2 separate regions of the Salmo salar genome follow, and region 1 is linked to region 2. A link is a contact called in public Hi-C data. All regions are on one chromosome and are shown on one strand. Each heading gives the region's core, a stretch centred on a gene start, on an enhancer-like site or on the middle of the called end of the contact. The rest is flanking DNA. Distances are from core to core; before and after follow the strand shown. Region 1 overlaps LOC106565749 (inositol 1,4,5-trisphosphate receptor type 1). Region 2 holds the start of LOC106565752 (class E basic helix-loop-helix protein 40).

Region 1 (2,700 bases), core at 190-2,689, 100 kb before region 2:
GTCCTTGCTTTGTGCGTGTGTACTCTATATGTACATCAGGGAGTGTGTCTGTGCGTGCCCTAGAGGAAGTGGAAACTGCAGATATCCTCTTTCTTCCCTTTCATCTTGTACTGCGTCTGTCAGGGGACTTTCAGAAAGCCTGAGGCCAGTGCCATATGGGAGGGGCTAATGTGGCATCACATTCTCACTGATGTCATAGAACAGAACACCTCTTTAACTCAGAAGTTGTTCTATTATTATTCCCCTTCTCCATGTCAAAGCACCAGACTGTACAGGATACCCCATTGACCAAAACCTATATTGAGAAGGTATGACATTTAAGAGCACAACCTTCAACCACAGATGATATCGTTTTTTTTTTAACCTTTAGAAGGTTTTGCTTAGTATTAGTTGCAGTATTACTGTAGTTATATTTCTGGTCACAACAACATCATCTAGTCAAAACTTGTATTGTCTAGTAAATGAGCATGTACACAAGATAGTAATGAGTTACAGCAGTAGAGACTGACTTCCTTTCAGAAAAAAAGGATAGCAAACAATGGAGTCAGAGAGACTGATAAGAAGGAGAGGTAAACACAGATATCAGTTAGACTGACTGTTGGAGAGTCTACGATCTGAGCTGTATGTCTGCCAGGAGGTCACATGCTCACATGAGTGTCTTCTCTCTCTTTTTCCTCCCTCCATTCCTCCCCCCAGTGTTATCCAGTGATGGAAATCCCCGGCTGCTTCCCCTCCTAAGAAAGGGAGCGAACAGATAGACTACTTCTTTGTTGCCTGAACGGACCCTTCCCATTCGTAGTGTCTGAAGAATGTGTACACCCCACCCACACATCCGGCAGGTGCATGGACCCAGGAGGGCCCCCCTATGGGACGCAGTGTCCCACGTGCATGGACCCAGGAGGGCCCCCCTATGGGACGCAGTGTCCCACGTGCATGGACCCAGGAGGGCCCCCCTATGGGACGCAGTGTCCCACGTGCATGGACCCAGGAGGGCCCCCCTATGGGACGCAGTGTCCCACGTGCATGGACCCAGGAGGGCCCCCCTATGGGACGCAGTGTCCCACGTGCATGGACCCAGGAGAGCCCCCTTATGGGACGCAGTGTCCCACGTGCATGGACCCAGGAGGGCCCCCCTATGGGACGCAGTGTCCCAGGCTCCATGCTGATCCAAAGCCCACACTTCCCCTCCGCGGCAGAAACGGCAGCAGCAGCACTGGGCTGTCTGTCAGTTAGCTTTTAAATAAGCCCTGTGTTCAGCCCGCATTTCTGCTCTGCCCGACATGTCACCTCCTCTGTGGCGTACCCCGCTACAGGCCTGACATATAGTACAGTACTCCCCCTATTCATCTGGGAAGCACTGGGGACTGTAGGTCTGATCCTGTGTGTCTGTGTGTGTGCCGTGTGTCTCTTTCGCTCCCTTTCCTTGCTGTGTGTGTCCATGCCAGCTGATTGCTATCGTCTCATTATCCCTGGCGAAGTCGCTCTTTCTGTCCCCTCTCTATTTCTCTCTCTATACCAATCTGTTTCTCTCTGTCTCTCCCTCTTCTCTCCCCTCATGACTATTCTGCATCACTCAGTGCTGGTGTCCACTCTGCCTCAGTATGTCCCTGCTTGCCCTCAGCTATCCTCAGAGCTTCTGCAGTGTGTGTGAGGTGAGGGGACTCTAGTTGTTTCTCTGATCCCCTCCAACAGGGGAAACTATAGGCATTTCTGCTGGCCGTGCAGCTCTGTCCCAGTTTCCATGTAGCCTGCCTTCGTCCTGCACGATTCTTGGGCTCCCGCCAGCTCTCAGGCAGCGGTTACATAAGAGCGAACGTTATTTTTTCCCCTGGAATTCAGACTCTCCACTGATGTGTGACCTTCAGCAGTAATTGCCAGTAAAAGTGCGGCGGGGCTGTTTACTGAAAGACTGGCAGTGCCTCGTGTTGGGCGGCGCTGGGGCGAGCAAGGGAGCGTGGCAAGGGAGGGCAGGAGTACAGGGCATTGCACAGCCTACACCTGTTAACTGTTTCAGGGTGGGGGGCACTGTACAGCCTACACCTGTTAACTGTTTCAGGGTGGGGGGCATTGTACAGCCTACACCTGTTAACTGTTTCAGGGTGGGGGGGCATTGTACAGCCTACACCTGTTAACTGTTTCAGGGTGGGGGGCACTGTACAGCCTACATCTGTTAACTGTTTCAGGGTGGGGGGCACTGCACATCTTACACCTGTTAACTGTTTCAGGACCACCTCTGGTCCAGGGAAGACCACTGATGTAATGGTGTCAGACAAGAACAAAGGAAATAATCTCTCTGTCCTCCCCTTTATCCCCTATGATTATCCCCTCCACCTGCCTATTTACTGTACTCTCTAGGCTATAATCTTCCATGCTAGGTGATATGAGGGGGACCAGCGAGGGATGGGGGCCAGGGACGGGTAGTTTATTGCTAGGGTGCCGATGACAGTCCTGTCACTAGACGAAAGGCCAGGCAGGTTATATAAAACAGAAAGAAGGGGGTGGTGTCATTCATCTTCACACCTTGAGACAAGTGCAGAGACCGGTGGAACCTCTGTGGTGGAATCCTTTCTTCTTTCCACTGCTGAAATGTGTCAGTAACTTACAGATGACCTTATGTTTGTAGTGATTCAGCCCATTATACTACTATATACTATACTACTATGTAGTCGACGTCATATAGTCTGAGAAACGTATAAGTGG
Region 2 (2,700 bases), core at 68-2,567:
TCTGAGCCTATTGGCACATGCGAGAATACAGAGCAGCGTGGGGAAAATTAAACATTAGGCTATGCACAACACCAAATAATTATTCCCACGGGGCATTACAGTTTTATATAATAGTTTACATATTGACTGTAGTCTACTCTTAGGTTAGGTGGATTGGTTTATTAGGAATTATTGTCATGGACACAGGCAGGCCTATATAGGCTTTATCTAAACCTAAAATTAAAAACCTACTAAAGATAATACTTAAAGAGAAATATATGAAATACTATTTTCACATCATGAAGGTACAAAAACATTCACAAACATTTTTATTTTAAATGGGCAATTTGCATTTTTTTGACGTATACATTAATATACATTACTTTTGCATTAATATACTTATACATATGTAGGCCTACCCATTGATTTTTGAAGAATACAATTTATAAATACCTGATGAGCTTAGTTCAACTGTGGAATACCCCATCACAATCCAAACGATAAGCTTGTTTTAGTCCAATGTTTGTAAACAATGTAAATGTAAACAAACACTATATAGCCTCAAAACATGGTTAAAACTGTAACGTTATAATGGATGGTCCGTTCTTGCATCAATAGCTCTGTCTATGAATTTGAGATTGGTTACATTTCTCCAGCCCCATCCCTCGGCTTTTTACCGAAACAGGGGCGAGTACACGCTTTGTTATTGTTTCTACCGATAATTGCAGCTTTAACCCTCACACTGACACAAGTTGAATACGTGAGGCTACACGCGAATGAAAAGTTATATGTTCTTCCCTGCAAATGTTCTGTGGATATATTCTCAATTGTAATAAAATTAAGCCATATAAGCGGTAGCTTACCTTCTCTCCCCTATAAACCACAATTCTGTGGTTTATAGAATAACAGGAATGTGATAATGCATCTATTGTATCTTAATTCTGACACTTTCCTATAATAACTGTACATATGCCATGTCATTATTATGCATATGAAAGTTGTACATGGAACAGAAGCCGGAATGTAGAACATACAGTAATAACAAACAGTAGTCTATAAGGCTAAGTGTGTAAGGACTTCTGCCCTAGTTTCTATATAGTAAACATATACTTGCACGTTCTGCCCAGAGTTGTCTTATGTTCTCGTAGCATAGCTGTAGAATAAGAGGGAGGGCCATTATCGTGCAGATCCTCTTTAACTACAGAAATGGGCTGTACTCTAGATGGCTTGAAAGCACCGTCCAACACGTGAGGCTCATGTGACGGAAGTAGATCAGCTCTCCAACGGAGAGACGTGTCTAGTCACAGGGTTTATTTAACACGTAGACCAAACCACCCCTCTATCACACATTTACCCGGGAGTAGAGCATCTGAACTATTGCTGTGCTTGGATCTCAGAGTGACAACATCACATTGACAGTCTCTGGAAAGCAATAGCCTGATGAAATATTATTCTTTATAGAAAAAGTGTTCACTATTGAATAGAATAACATAACAATAATTTTAGCAATAACAATAAACTTAATTTTTTCTCAGATGACAATATTAGCTGAATGTTGAAAGACAACTGAAGCCTAGTTTTAAGATTGAATTGTTTGGAGACCAATATTTGGATTTCATAAAGACGCAAAATGGAGAGGATTACAAGTGCGCAACCTCCTCCTTGTATGGCAAAACACCAGTCGCAGGAGATGGCAGACATGCAAGGGTAAGCCCCCAGAAACAGCTTACAATGTATGCATTATAACACTGCAAAACAACATAGTATTCTTATGTAAATAATAATTTTAAAAAACAATATAAGCATGACTTCTTATCAATATTTTCTATTATTTTTGCCCTATAGAAAGGATTTCCAAAAGTACGTGTCCAAACACCGAAAGGGAATGAAGCGCGTGGAAGACAGTAAGGTATGCTTATGTTCTTTACTTAAAACATTTTGTATATCTTAGGTTTACTTTTGTCGGCAATTCATTATGTCTTATACCCTATTGAATATATTTTACACATTGACTAACAAATGTACTTTTTTTTCTCCCACAGGAGACATACAAGTTACCCCACCGATTGATTGAGAAGAAAAGACGTGACAGAATCAATGAATGCATTGCCCAACTGAAGGATTTATTGCCAGAACATCTCAAACTCACAGTGAGTACTAATTTAATGTGTAGCCTATTACTACTGACTGTGTAATAGGAATGCAAAAGCGCCACCTGGTTGTTCATGATTAATTTGTTTGTCCAAATCAATGCCTTGATTAGTCTGATTCCTTAATCCAAAAATGTTGCCTGTTATGACAAAGGCAACGTATTATTCTTTTTTTTTCATAATGTAAATAACTTGTTTATTATTATTATTATTACATCAATACTATTTCATATTATCCGATTGAAAAGTTTGGTTAATTATAATAATTGAATTAACTGCCTACGCATATTGCCTCAAACCCTTTCAAAACAATTTACATAAACAATATGTTGATAAACTATGTCTTAAATGTACTGCATTGTGTTGGTGTGTGCAGATTGCCTGCCTCCCTACCCTGTGGCAGTTTGTCTTCTGTTCAGCTGCTAAAACTGTTATATAAGAAAGATCAACATGCTTATCAAGGTCTTCCTGTTTTAGACTCTAGGCCATTTGGAGAAAGCTGTGGTGTTGGAACTCACCCTGAAGCATGTGAAAGCCCTGAGCAATCTCCTGGAACAGCAGCAGCAGAAAA

The links. Hi-C and Micro-C count contacts between places; a contact is called where the count stands out from the background.
Region 1: a Hi-C map of muscle shows a contact between it and region 2, with 3 times the contacts expected there. The contact joins the enhancer-like site here to the promoter of LOC106565752 in region 2. A contact is called at or near these places in 2 of 3 Hi-C or Micro-C datasets (gill and muscle).

Annotation. Positions count from the first base shown.
Region 1 is chrssa12:80,128,655-80,131,354 of Ssal_v3.1, reverse strand. The region is part of intron 41 of LOC106565749 (inositol 1,4,5-trisphosphate receptor type 1); the gene reads left to right. Among protein-coding and RNA genes, the nearest start is that of LOC106565749, 74 kb to the left of the region's middle. Within about 2 kb of position 1,439, at least 4 of the 13 cell types and tissues checked have an H3K27ac peak or open chromatin away from gene starts, as enhancers often do. A contact at or near this core is called in muscle, where this site is marked.
Region 2 is chrssa12:80,028,863-80,031,562 of Ssal_v3.1, reverse strand. LOC106565752 (class E basic helix-loop-helix protein 40) reads left to right here and starts at 1,317. Exons shown (of 5, transcript XM_014133230.2): 1 at 1,317-1,686; 2 at 1,825-1,888; 3 at 2,022-2,129; 4 at 2,607-2,700. The coding sequence starts at 1,610.